Regions from separate parts of the Sus scrofa genome. Here region 2 is linked to region 1. Evidence: chromatin contacts called from public HiChIP or PLAC-seq data. All regions are on one chromosome and are shown on one strand. Each heading gives the region's core, a stretch centred on a gene start, on an enhancer-like site or on the middle of the called end of the contact. The rest is flanking DNA. Distances are from core to core; before and after follow the strand shown. Region 1 holds the start of SGCA (sarcoglycan alpha). Region 2 has its middle 16 kb from the start of TMEM92.

The links. HiChIP or PLAC-seq counts read pairs in DNA pulled down with a chosen protein or histone mark.
Region 2: an H3K27ac HiChIP or PLAC-seq map of alveolar macrophages shows a contact between it and region 1. The contact joins the enhancer-like site here to the promoter of SGCA in region 1. A contact is called at or near these places in 5 of 47 Hi-C or Micro-C datasets (alveolar macrophages, embryonic fibroblasts, epiblast stem cells and 2 more) and 1 of 2 datasets of contacts at active chromatin or transcription factors (alveolar macrophages).

What each region holds. Positions count from the first base shown.
Region 1 is chr12:26,353,822-26,360,980 of Sscrofa11.1, reverse strand. It overlaps SGCA (sarcoglycan alpha), which reads right to left and starts at 4,187. Exons shown (of 10, transcript NM_001144122.1): 1 at 4,136-4,187; 2 at 2,948-3,067; 3 at 2,699-2,841; 4 at 2,514-2,586; 5 at 1,908-2,106; 6 at 1,326-1,488; 7 at 179-387. The coding sequence starts at 4,172.
Region 2 is chr12:26,479,017-26,486,175 of Sscrofa11.1, reverse strand. No RefSeq gene overlaps it. Among named protein-coding and RNA genes, the nearest start is that of TMEM92, 16 kb to the right of the region's middle. Within about 2 kb of position 4,370, at least 1 of the 83 cell types and tissues checked has an H3K27ac peak or open chromatin away from gene starts, as enhancers often do. A contact at or near this core is called in alveolar macrophages, where this site is marked.

The sequences.
Region 1 (7,159 bases), core at 2,938-5,437:
CCCCTCCTGGGGCCAGGCCAGGCCAGGCCAGGCCCCCCTCCCCCCCAACTCCTTCCCTGGCCAAGGACTCCGCTCCCTGAAGGGTGGGGGTCCCCACAAAGCACAAGTGCCACAGGGGGTCCCATGGATGTGAGCACCAGCCCCAGTGCCCTCCCTGCCCTCCGCGCCCCACACTCACCGTCCCTCCCGCCGGCAGCACATGACGTAGGCCAGCAGCAGGGTGAGCAGCAGGGCCACCAGCAGGGGCACCAGGAGGGTGACCAAGGCATCCGTCAAGAAGTCTCGGGCTGTGGCCTCGGTGGGTGGGCAGAAAAATGGGTCGTGTTCCAGGATCCCATCGCCCGGAGTAGGCACCTCATCTGCGGGCTCTGGCACTGACTTGTCCACCTGCTCAGAGAGCCCAGGCTGACTCAGGAGCAGATGGCTAGACATAGACCGCCCCCCCCAGGGCACCCGGGCAGGAACTCTGAGGCCACTGTCCTCTGTGCAACCACGGGGATGCCTCCTGCCTGCTCATGGGATGGACCAGGACGTGCACTGGACTAGGAGTCAGGAAAGAAATTCTGAGAGAGGCAGGACTGTCCAATGGTTAGAGCTTGGCTCTCTGGTCTGACTTCCTGAGTTTGAATCCTGTTTGGGACAAATGCTGTGCTGCAATGACTTACCTCTAGGTGCCTCTGTTTCCTCACTGTAAAGTTGAGATGTTACTAGCAGTACCTGTCTCCTGGGTGATTTTGAGGCTAAACATGTTGATTGTATAGAACCTGGCCCATAGCAAGTGCTCAAGAATGTTGATTACCAGTTCCTGGCTGTGCTGTCGGTCAAGTCACAGGAAGGGGTCCCAGCCCTGGGAAGAGGATCTCGAGGAACCCTAGACACCTCTGCTCAATATCCCACAGAGCAGTAGGGAGCGTCTTTGGTTTATAATACAGGAGTGAGAGCTATCTGTTCCTCACTGCAGGCCGATTTGCTAAGTGACACCTTAGTGGAAAACAGAGCTGTCACATGGAGGCCCTCGGTGAAGAAGGGGGTTTGGAACCCCCTTGCCAGAGTGATTGTTGTAGCTGTTGGGTTGGGCAGAGCAGGGACTCGGAGTGGAGATTCCTTGTCTGGATTATGGACTCTGTTGCCCTCTTGTGGCAGAAGGTAGAACTTCAGTGCGTGCATGTGGGTGGGGGCGGTGTGGGTGTGGGTGTGGGTGGGTGGGTGTTTGTGTGTACAGATAACTGGAGAAACAGGGAGAGATGGGATGGGAAGATGGGGGATGAAGGAGACCATGACGGGGGCTTTGCCCCTCCCCCACCCTGCCCCCGGCCCCTCCTCACCAAGGACACATTGCACCAGTCAACTCGGAAGTGAGGTGCCAAGGTGTCATAGCAGGACAGCAGTGGAGGCTGGCCCTGAGCACAGCGAGCCTGGCTGTCGGGGGATGCCACCATCTTCAGGCAGGTGGAGAAGGGTGAGGCAGAACCCACCTTGATGTATACGCTGGGCACAGACAGAAGCCACCATCAGCAAACTATCAGTAAGTACTAGGATTTGGGGTCATGGCCACCCTGAGATCTGGGGTTATGGTGAGAGTACACAAGGCACCCCAGGTTTCTGGGGGTGACCATTGATGGGTGGATCTTTCATGTCCTTATGGGCACCAGGAAGTACAGAATTCAGGGTGACTAGGATTTGGGTCCAGGAAGGGCAAGAAGGAGCAGAGCCGGCAACCAGAAGGCGGTGGACAGTGATGTGACACTGTCACTGTCACATCAGGTAAAGATGGGCACGGTGAGGGTGCAAAGAGATGGGTAAAGCCCCACCCAGAAATTAGAGAGACCCACATTTCGCCTATCACCCAGGCAGAAGGCCACCTGCCCCCTCCTCCTCCAGGAAGCCCTCCCTGGTCGCATGCCTACCCTTCCTTTCGACCTTCAATAGGCAGGGGGACTCGGCCCCCTCGGTCCAAGGCAGAAGTGATATTGATCAGCTGGAGATCCCCCGGCTCCCAGAGCCCCCCGAGGGCTGTGAGGAAAAGGCTGGCAGGTGTCGAGGGCAGCACCTCCTCCACGTCATGGCTGCGCACCAGGAACTCAGCCTGGTATGGGAGCAGGGGGCCTGGGAGGGCCAGGTGGGCACCTCAGGCTGTGCCCAGCCCCCAGCCCTGCCTGGATCATTCCCAAGCATCCCCCCACCCAAGCTCCCCCCACCCAAGCTCCACCATCCATGCTCCCCGCACCCAAGTTCCCCCCACCCAAGCTCCTCCCACCCAAGCATCTCCCCAGATCTCAGCTCCCTTCCTTCTTCTTAATACCCCACATAGCAGACCCTTCCTCCACCCTTGCCCCACACCCACGCCCCAACGACTTGCCCAAAGCCTCCTCTTAGTGTATCAGCAGAGCAGCGAAGACTACAGCTGCAGTCTCAGCAGGATGCCCAGCTCCCTACTACTCCCAGGTATCCCCTCTTCCAAGGGAGAGTCCCCAAGACTGGCATTGGTAGGGTAGGGGTGAGGCTGGTGGTACCTTCTGGGTCTGCAATCAACAGCACCAGCCTCTGCCGGGTGGTGTCAAAACTGTCCCGGTTGTAGGCTGTGACCTGGAGGATGGGGAGAGAGAGGGCTGAGCACCCAGTTACAGGCATGGGATTTATGTAAATGAGGGTACGCAGCTTCCTGCTGCCGGCCACTCCCTGGGGCCCCTGCTGATACCTCAATGACCTGGTGTCCGCGATCCTCTGGGGTGGCAGTGCCATAGAGGAAGCCAGGGTGGTGGGGGCTGCGCTGGGTGTAGCGGAGCCACCGGGGCAGGTCTGGGTGTCCCTGGAGGTGGGCGTGGTAGGTGACAGGGACAGCTGGTGGAAGGGAGGAGAGGGGCTTGGAGACACGACAGGAAGCTTTCGGAAGCCTTCACCTGCACCCCCCACCAGCCCACCCAGTGCGCCCCCAGGCCCCTCTTACCAACGTGCTCAGGAAGCTGCAGGAAAGCATCATGGTCCAGGGTGTATACAAACACGCGGCCCACGAGTGGGTGCAGGGTGGTCTGCTGGATCTCGGTGCCCCCCAGCCCTGCCAGGAGACCTGTGGGGACCCACACCCCCAAACACACAGACCAGCCTCAGTCCTGGCCAAGGAATAAGCTTCCCCTTTTCACCCAGTCCCTGGTGGCCCTAAGGGACCAGAGAGACGTGTGCGAGGAGGGGGACAGCTTTGCTGGCTCCCAGGAAGGATGGGGTGGGGCCCTGGCCGAGCCACACACTTTAACCAGCGAAGAAACCCAGGCTTTAGTTTGGTTTGGATTCATGGAAGCCCCCTCACTCTTCATGTTAGGCTCCCATTGGGAGTCACAGTGGCTGGCTGGGAGGGGTGTGTGTGTGCGTGTGCATGTGTGTGTGTGTGTCTACACATGCGTGCATGTTAAGAGCACTTGGAGGAGTTCCTGGCTCAGTGGAAACGAATTTGACTAGTATCCATGAAGATGCCGCTTTGATCCCCGGCCTCGCTCAGTGGGTTAAGGATCCGGCGTTGCCATGAGCTGTGGTGTAAGCGGCAGCTGTAGCTCCGATTCGACCCCTAGCCTGGGAACCTCCATATGCTGTGGGTGCAGCCCTAAAAAAAATAATTTAAAAAAAAAAATTAGGAAAAAAAAGCACTTGGAAAAGAATGCCAAGCTGACTGTCTGGGCGCCTGGAGGGGTGGGAGGAAGAGAGGGAAGAACCCCTTGGAGGAGGCAGGTGGCCATTCTGGGGTTCCCACCCCCCTCCTTTAATAGCCGGGGGGAACAGGGCCTCCACTGGAGGCCACTAAGAGCTGAGCGAAGAGGATCCCGAGCCCCAGGGAGAGGACCTGCCCCAGCGGCCCCCGCACCCTCCCAGAGCCAGATTTAGCCTGGACTCAGAAAGAAGCCAGCCCAGCCAGCGCATTAAAGGGCCCACGACACTCTGGACCTGTGTGGTTAGGCCCGGCCTGGCCCAGGACACCCCACCCCTCCCAGGTCCCAGCTCCCCGTTCCCTGGAGCCCCCACCAGCTGTGGCATTCACACCCCAGAGTCCTTCTGCTCCTGCCTTGCCCTGACCCCCAAGCCCTCCCCTGAGGAACCTCTCACCCCCTCAACCTGGGCCTCTCCCCTGAAGAAGCCCCCAACTTGCCCACGAGGAGAGAAATCCAGATCAGCGTTGCTGCCATGGCCGCCCCAGGCTGGCCCTGCCCTGTGAGTGACAGAGACAGGAGCAGGGAGGAGGGCGGAGGGAGGAACGGGAAAGTGGCCCAGAGCAGCTGGGCCCGGCTTCAGCCCGTGGGGCCCTCCCCACCCCTTCCCAGAGTAGGCACTAAATCTAAGGCAGACACCTCCTCACATGACAAGGAGCTCCCGTCGTGGCTCAGTGGTTAACGAATCCGACTAGGAACCATGAGGTTGCGGATTCGATCCCTGGCCTCGCTCAGTGGGTTGAGGACCCGCCGTTGCCGTGAGCTGTGGTGTGGGTCACAGACGCGGCTTGGATTTGGAGTTGCTGTGGCTGTGGTGTAGGCCGGCAGCTACAGCTCCAATTCGACCTCTAGCCTGGAACCTCCATATGCCGAGGGAGCGGCCCTAGAAGAGGCAAAAAGACAAAACAAAAAACAAACAAACAAAAAAAGACAAGGTCCCTCCAATCCTCCCCTCCTCGGGGCCAGAGTATATTTTCTAAACCTCCAACCTGATGGCCTTGATCCCCCCCTTAGAACCCTAAGGGCTCCCACTGCTCTGAGTTTCCCAGCTGCTGGTGGCTTTCAGGCCCTGTCTGTTCTTGGCCATCCTATCTAGAATCCCCTTCCCTTCTTTCTTTCTTTCTTTTTTTTTTTTTTTTTTTTGTCTTTTTGCCTTTTCTAGGGCCGCTTCCCGCAGCATATGGAGGTTCCCAGGCTAGGGGTCGAATTGGAGCTGTAGCCACTGGCCTACACCACAGCTCACAGCAACACCGGATCCTTCACCCACTGAGCAAGGCCAGGGGTCAAACCCGCAACCTCATGGTTCCTAGTCGGATTCATTAACCACTGAGCCATGACGGGAACTCCCCCTTCCCTTCTTTCTAACCCCGCCCCCAACACACACACACACACACACACACACACACACACACACACACACACTACCCCAGGCTTCTGCCCAGCTCACTCTGGCACCCCACAACCTGATAAGCTCCCCTGAGTCCACATGCCTTTGCATATGCTATTCCCTCTGCCCCAAATTCCCTTCCTGCCCTCATCCAACCAGCAAACTTCTGCTCACCTCTCAAGACTCAGCAGGGGCATCCTCTCTTTTTCTGTGCTCCCTCCTTCCCTAGGCCAAGCTGGGGCTCCCTCAGCCCCATGCACAGCCCAACCACACAGAGTTGCAGACAGATTGGGATCTTATAATCTTTGCATCCCTGGGGCTGGCCCAGGGCCCAGCAACTGGTAGGTGTAGAGGGTGAAGTGACAGCTTCATGAATAGTACATGAGGGTGCCTGTTCACCCAGCCCTGTCCTCAGATAAGGTCCCCCCCCACTCCCCAGCATACGCCCCAGGTCTAGGAAGAGAGAAAGCCCTGGAGGGGACAAGCCAGATAGAGAGACGGGGTATAAAGAAGGTGGCATGGGCTTGGAGGTCTTTCGGGCCCAGACCTGAATCCCACCTTGACCACTCGCTGGAGAATGTGGCCTTGAAAAAGTTTTGGGTTTTTTTTTTGTCTTTTTTTAGGGCTGCACCCTCAGCATATGGAGGTTCCCAGGCTAGGGGCTGAATCAGAGCTGTAGCCACCAGACTACACCACAGCCACAGCAACGTGGGATCCGAGTCTCATTGGTGACCTATATCACAGCTCACGGCAACACCAGATCCTTAATCCACTGAGCGAGGCCAGGGATCGAACCCATAACCTTATGGTTCCAAGTCGGATTCGTTTCCACTGCGCCATGACGGGAACTCTCAGGCTCTATTCTCAAAACTGCAAAGTGACAAGACCAGCGCTCGCCTCCTGCCATCCTTGTGAGGAAGCTGCACAGTCCAGAATTCAGCACGTATTTACAGAGCACCTACTGTGCACTGGGCAGTGAGAGGGGAGAGATGAGCAGCCCCTGCTCCAGTGGAGCTCACGTGCCTGGAGGTAATGACAGCGACCCCCTGCCTGATACTGTGCTAAAGGTCTTACATATATTTACATCTGGGAGTTTCTGTTGCAGAACAGCGGAAACGAATCCAACTAGGAACCATTAGGTTGCGGGTTCGATCCCTGACCTTGCTCAGTGGGTTGAGGATCCGGCATTGCCATGAGCTATGGTGTAGGTTACAAACGCAGCTCGGATCTGGTGTTGCTGTGGCTGTGGCATAGGCCTGCAGCTGTAGCTCCGATTCAACCCCTAGCCTGGGAACCTCCATAAGCTGTGGGTGCGGACCTAAAAATACAAAAAAAAAAAAAAAAAAAAGCATGTATTTATATCCAGTAATTCATCCCATCCTCATAGCCGTTCCTCAAAGCAGGTATTATCTTTGTCCCCATTATACAGATGAGGAAAGTGAGGCACAAAGGGTGTATAACTTCCCCGAGCCCTTACTGCAGACAGCTGAATGTGTGTAAAGCACCAATCCAGGATGCCTCAAATGTCCCCACAAGTGGGGTACCACTTCCTCTCCCTTCCCGCATCTGATCTCAGCCCAGGCGTGAAGGAAGCGGGGAGTCCCTCTTTCCCTGGGCTTCCCGTTCAGAGCAGGCAGAGGGGCACTCTCCCCAGATGCTCTGAGAAGGAGGCAGGGGGCCAAGAGTTCCAGGGTTCCAAAGTCCTCAGTGCCCATGTGGGCATTCTTCCTGGGCCTTGAGACAAAGGGGGTTGGCACCCCACCACCATAACCAAATGCCCGAGGCAAGGACAGCTAGGACCACAGAGTTCCCACTGTGGCTCAGCGATAACAATCCCGACTAGTATCCATGAGGACATATGTGGGTTTGATCTCTGGGCCTCTTTCAGTGGGTTAAGGATCCAGATTTGCCATGAGCTGTGGTGTAGGTCACAGACATGGCTCAGATCTGGTGTTGCCGTGGCTGTGGTATAGGCTGGCAATTGCAGCTCTGATTCGATCCTTAGCCTGAGAACCTCCATATGCTGCAGGTTTGGCTCTTAAGAACAAACTAAAGGACATCTGAGACCGGTCCTGGG
Region 2 (7,159 bases), core at 3,121-5,620, 130 kb before region 1:
AAACAATCAAGTGCTCAAGCAAGCTGGATAGAGGATAAGAGGTGGAAAAATGACTTATTTATATCTTTTAATTAAGAAGTCTAACTGTTCTATTATGTCACTTAGGATTTCTGATGCTTTATTGATTTTCTGTCTCAAAAATCTGTCAATAGATGTGGGTGTTAAAATCTCCTATTATTATTATATTCCCATCATTTTCTCTTTATTTTTCTGTTAGTACTTATTTTATGTATTTGGGTGCTTCTATATTAGGTGCGTATATTTTGACAAGTGTAATATCCTCTTCTTGAATTGCTCCTTTTATCGTTAGTGTCCTTATTTATCTTTCTTTATGGCCTTTGTTTTAAAGTCTATTTTGTCTGATATGAGAAGTGCTACTCCTGCTTCCTTGTCATTTCCATTTGCATGAGATATCCTTTTACATCCCCTCACTTTCAAACTATGTTTATCCTTTGCCCTAAAGTGGGTCTTTTGTACGCAACATATTGTTGGTTCTTGTTTTTTTGTGGCTTCTTTCTTTCTTTTTTTTATTATTCAGTGAATTTATTACATTTGTAGTTGTACAATGATCATCACAATCCAATTTTATAGGATTTCCATCCCACACCCCCAGTGCAGCCCCCCCACCCCCCGAACTGTGTCCTTTGGAGACCATAAGTTTTTCAAAGTCTGTGCAGTATCTGTTCTGCAAAGAAGTTCATTCTGTCCTTTTTTAAGATTCCACATGTCAGTGAAAGCATTTGATGTTGGTGGCTCATTGTCTGACTGACTTCATTTAGCATGATCATTTCTAGGTCTATCCATGTTGTTAAAAATGCCAGTATTCCGTTCCTTTTAATGGCTGAGTAATATTCCATCACATGTATGTACCACATGTTCTTGATCCACTCCTCTGTCGATGGACATTTAGGTTGTTTCCATGTCTTGGCTGTTGAAAATAGTGCTGCAATGAACATTGGAGTACATGTGTCTTTTCCAGTCATGATTTTCTCTGGATAGATGCCCAGGGGTGGGATTGCTGGATCAAATTGTAATTCTCTTTTTAGTTTTCTGAGGAATCTCTATGCTGTTTTCCACAGTGGTTGCACCAATTTACAATCCCACCAAAAGTGTAATAGGGTTCCTTTTTCTCCACACCCTCTCCAGCATTTACTGTTTGTAGAATTTTTGATGCTGGCCATGCTGGCTGGTGTAAGGTGGTACCGCATAGTGGTTTTGATATTGCATTTCTTTTAATAATGATTGATGTTGAACGTCTTTTCATGTGTTTTTTGGCCATCTGTATGTCTTCTTTGGAAAATTGTCTGTTTAGATCTTCTGATGGGGTTGTTTTTTTGGTATTGAGCTGCAGAAGGTGTTTATAAATTTTGGAGATTAATTCCTTGTCAGTTGCTTCATTTGCAAATATGTTCTCCCATTCTGTGGGTTGTCTTTTCGTTTTGTTTACGGTTTCCTTTGCTGTGCAGAAACTTTTAAGTTTAATTAGGTCCAATTTTAATTTTTGTTTTTACCGTCATTACTCTGAGAGGTGGATCTGAGAAGATATTGCTGTCATTTATGTCAGAGAGTGTTTGGCCCATGTTTTCCTCTAAGAGTTTTATAGTGTCTGGTCTTATATATGGGTCTTTGGTTCTTGTTTTTTAAATCTAGTCAGCTAGTCTATGTCTTCTTTTTTTTTTTTTAATCGTTTTTCTTTTTTTCTTTTTAGAGCCACACCTGTAGCATATGGAAGTTCCCAGGCTAGGGATCAAATTGGAGCTGCAGCTGCCAGCCTACACCACAGCCACAGCAATGCCAGATCCAAGCTGCATCTGTGACCTACACCACAGCTCATGGCAATGCTGGATCCTTAACCCACTGAGCAAGGCCAGGGATCAAACCTGCCTCCTCATGGATGCTAGTCAGATTCATTTCCACTGAGCCATGACAGGAACTCCACTTTTTGGTTTTTTAAAATTATATTTGTGGGAGAACTTGAGCTCCATATTCTATTCCTCTGCCATCTTGATTCCACTGTTTTACTTTTTTAGGGCTGCACTTGTGGCATATGGAAGCTCCCAGGCTAGGGGTCCAATCAGAGCTGCAGCAGCTGGCCTATGCTACACCAACAGCAATGCTGGATACTTAGCCCACTACGCAAGGCCAGGGATCAAACCTGCATCCTCATGGATACTTAGTTGGGTTCATTCCTGCTGAGCCACAATGGGAACTCCTTGATTCCACTGTTTTCGTTCAGAAGTCAGTAAACTTTGGCTCATGAGCCAAATCCAACCAGTTGTCTGTTTTTGTAAATAAGATTTATATCTTATATGCACATATTTATTATATATACACACACACATATATATGTCAATACGTATATTACATCTATGTGTGATACACACACACACACATAGATTCCTGCCCCAAAGAGGTCCATCTAGATGACAAGCAACCCAGCTGAGGACTTCTTCCTCTTGTCTCTTCATCTCTATGTGAGCAAGAGCCACACACTTGGCTGCAAGAAAGTCATGGTCAGTTGCAAAGGAAAGAGAAGAGCCATATAACATTGCATTCATCACTGCAGTGGAGTGTCTACAAATTGCCCCCCTCTACTCCCAAATTACTGCAGTTTAAATAAATTGCAAACTATAAAAAGCAGTAAACTCTGCTTTGCATTGGACCCTGGATGAAACCGAAACTAAATTGGACCTAATAAACTTTAGCAATGTAAAAAGCTCTTGAACCTGGAGACAGGAACCTGATTTTGTGAAATCTTTTTCTTTTGAAATCGCTATAGATTCACAGAAAGCCGCAAAGATAGTACAAAGAGGGCCCAACTTCTTTTGACCCATTTTCTCCCAATGGTTACATCTTACGCAAAATCAGGAAAATCAGGCAACTGACATTGGTGCAACGTGTGTGTATAGCTCTATGTCATTTCATTGCCTGTGTGGATTCGTGTAACCATCTCTCATAGGGAGAGAGTAGGATAAATAAATAGTTCAGAAATCCCAGTAAGGGATTAAAGACAGAAAGGGAATTTTAAGGGAGTTCCTAAGTTAATGACCACTCAAGAAAAGATTCTAGTAACCTATCAACAGTCTACTCTACCCTGAAGGAAGACCAGATGCATTTAAGTGCCAGGCATGCTCAAGCCACAGGTCCTGATAGTTAAAACCCAAGACAGGGAGTTTCCATCGTGGCGCAGTGGTTAATGAATCTGACTAGGAACCACGAGGTTGTGGGTTCGATCCCTGGCCTTGCTCAGTGGGTTAAGGATCCGGCATTGCTGTGAGCTATGGTGTGGGTTGCAGACGCGGCTCAGATCCTGAGTTGCTGTGGCTCTGGTGTAGGCCAGTGGCTATAGCTCCGCTTAGACCCCTAGCCTGGGAACCTCCATATGCCACGGGAGCAGCTCAAGAAAAGGCAAAAAGACAAAAAAAAACACCCCAAAAAACCAAAAAAACAAAACAAAACAAAATCACAAAGGCAATACATAGGGGGTCTGAGTCTTGTTTCATGAGGTCAGGGAGTTAATGGTCCTTGAAGAGGAGCATTTCCGCCTGTAGCCAAGACAGGAATATAGGTGAAGGGTTCCTGTTGTGGCTCAGCAGCTTAAGGACCCAATGTTGTCTCTGTGAGGATGAGGGTTTGATTCCTGGCCTTGCTCAGTGGGTTAATGATCTGGTGTTGCCTTAAGCTGTGGCATAGGTTGCAGATGTGGCCCAGATCAGCTGCTGTTGTGGCTGTGGCGTAGCCCTCAGATGCAGCTCCGATTTGACCCCTAGCCTGGGAAAGCCCATATGCCGCAGGTATAGCCTTAAAAGGGAGGAAAGAAGGAGTCGGGGAGGAAGAGGAAGAAGATGAAGGAGAAGGAGAAAAGGGAAAGAAACTAGGGGAAAGGGGACATTATACCAAAGCTTGAGATGAATGATCATATTGTAGTAATATGTCACCGCCCTTTTGCAAAAATACACGATTTTTTTTACATATATTCTTCCTTTATTGAATAGATGCATTCAACCCAATTGATATTCGAACCATCTCTTTTCTTCTCTCTCTCTCTTTTTTTTCTTTTTGCCTTTTCTAGGGTCGCTTCCCGCGGCCACAGCAACACCAGATCCAAGCCGCGTCTGCGACCCACACCACAGCTCATGGCAACGCCGGATCCTTAACCCACTGAGCAAGGCCAGGGATCGAACCCGCCACCTCATGGTTCCTAGTCGGATTCCTTAACCGCTGAGCCAAGACGGGAACTCCTCTTCTCCTTTTTAAAAAGTTTTATTGAGGTATAGTTAATTTACAAGGTTGTGATAATTTCTGCTGTAAAATACATATGATTCAAATAACCCCATGACCATCCCAATTAGACCATATAGGCTCAAAGGAGGAACTAAAGATGCAAGCCTTGATGTGTTAATGTCTACCCCAAAATGAGGAAGAAGGTGGTCCTCTCCCTTCCCCATTTTTTTCTTTGGTTATAAAAAATGTAGCCCTCTTTGTTCTCAAGGCTGTGCTCCCCCCTGCCTGCCCACTTGTATCGCTCACAAGAGTCCTATGTCAACAAGCTCATTCTTTACTGCTTTATTTTACACTGAATTCTTTCTGCAAAAAGACGGAAGAACCTAAGGAATTCCCTGGTGGCCCAACAGATTAAAGATCTGGCATTGTCACTGCAGTGGCTCGGGTCATGGCTGTAGCAAGAGTTCAACCCCCGACCCCAGGAACTTCCGCATGCCACGAGTGCAACCAAAAAAAACCCCAAAAAAACCTGACCTTCAGAAAGTCCTGACACCAGGTGAGCAGTTTTCAATTAAAAGACAGTTCGAACTTCTTGGAACTTGTGATAGAACACGATAGAAGAGGGAGTTCCTGTCGTGGCGCAGTGGTTAACAAATCCGACTAGGAACCATGAGGTTGCGGGTTCGATCCCTGGCCTTGCTCAGTGGGTTAAGGATCCGGCGTTGCCATGAGCTGTGGTGTAGGTCGAATATGCGGCGTGGATCCCGCGTTGCTGTGGTTCTGGCATAGGCTGGCGGCTACAGCTCCGGTTGGACCCCTAGCCTGGGAACCTCCATATGCCGCGGGTGTGGCCCTAGGCACAAAGACAAAAAAAAAAAAAAAAAGAACATGATAGAAGATAATATGAGAAAAAGAATATGTGTGTGTATATATATATATATATATATATATATATGTATACATACACAATTGAGTTGCTTTGCAGTAGAGCAGAAATTGACAGAATATTGTAAATCAACTATGATAATAATAATAGTAGTAATAATTAAAGATTTCCTGTTGTGGAGTTCCTGTCGTGGCGCAGTGGTTAACGAATCCAACCAGGAACCATGAGGTTGCAGGTTCGATCCCTGGCCTTGCTCAGTGGGTTAAGGATCCAGCATTGCCGTGAGCTGTGGTGTAGGTTGCAGACACGGCTTGGATCCTGTGTTGCTGTGGCTGTGGCGTAGGCTGGTAGCTACAGCTCTGTTTAGACCCCTGGCCTGGGAACCTCCATATGCCGAGGGAGTGGCCCTAGAAAAGGCAAAAAGACAAAAAATAAAAAGATTTCCTGTTGTGGCTCAGCAGGTTAAGACCCTGACATACTGTCCATGAAGTATGTGGATTCTACCCCTGGCCTTTCTCAGTGGGTTAAGGATCCAGTGTTGCTGCAAACTGTGGTGTAGTTCACAGATGTAGCTTGGACCTGGCATTGCTGTGGCTGTGGTATCAGCCAGCAGCTGCAGCTCCAATTCGACCCTTAGCCTGGGAACGTCCATATGCTACCGTTGCGGCCCTAAAAAGAAAAAAAAAAGAAGAATCATGGGAGTATTTTCTTTTTTTCTTTTAGGGCCACACCTGCAGCATATGGAGGTTCCCAGGCTAGGGGTCGAATCAGAACTGCAGCTGCTGGCCGACACCACAGCCACAGCAATGCAGGATCTGAGCCACATCTCTGACCTTCACCACAGCTTGTTGGCAATGCTGGATCCTAAACCCATGAGTGAGGCCAGGGATCGAACCCGCAGCCTCACAGACCCTATGTCATGTCCTTAACTGCTGAGACACAATGGGAACGCCAAGAATCATGGGAGTATTTAAAAAAAAAAAAAAAAAAAAGACAATGGCTTCACGTCCCCTTCTAAGTCATGGGTTGTGGGTGCAAGTCCTATTCTGAGCTTTGGCTGGGTTCGTGTCTATCCAAGGAGTGGCGTTTCACCATATAATCACCGTGCAGAACTGTTCCATCACCACAAAGATCCCCTCCTGCGCCTCCTTCGTTGTCACCCCATCCCTGCTTCCCATCGCTTCTAACCCTTGGCCCTCAATAAATATCTCTTCATCTCTTTGAGGAGACCAAGGTTTTGTTTTGTTTTGTTGCTGAGCACTCCCACAGCATACGGATGTTCCCAGGCCAGGGGCCAGGGATCAGATCCAAGCCGCATCTGCCACCTACACTACAGCTGCAGCAACGCCAGATCTGTAGCCCTCTGTGCCACAGTAGGAACTCCTTGAGGAGACTGAGTTTTTTTTAGTTTTTATTTATTTATTTTCTGTCTTTGTAGGGCCACACCTGCCCTAAACCTGGAGGTTCCCAGGCCAGGGGTCCAATCAGAGCTGTTACCACCAGCCTACGGGCACAGCCACAGCAACACAGGATCCAAGCTAGTCTGAAACCTACACCACAGCTCATGACAATGCTGGATCCCCAACCCAATGAGCGATGCCAGGGATCGAACCCGAAACCTTATGGTTCCTAGTTGGATTCATTTCCACTGCACCATGACAGGAACTCCGAGACTGAGGTTTTTTTTTTTTTTTTTTTTCCTTTGGTCCTTTTTAGGGCTGCACCCGTGGCATATGAAGGTTCCCAGGCTAGGGGTCTAATCGGAACTGTAGCCACCAGCCTATGCCGGAGCCACATCAATGCCAGATCTGAGCCTCGTCTGTGACCTACACCACAGCTCATGGTAACGCTGGATCCTCAACCCACTGAGCAAGACCAGGAATCAAACCTGCAACCTCATGGTTCCTAGTCAGATTCGTTTCCACTGCGCCACAAGGGGAACTCCTGACACTTGCGTTTTAAATCCAATTTCTGACCCTGCCAGCTGTGTGGCCTCGGATAAGTCACTTCTCTTTACTGGATTTTGGTCATCGCATCTATAAGACAACG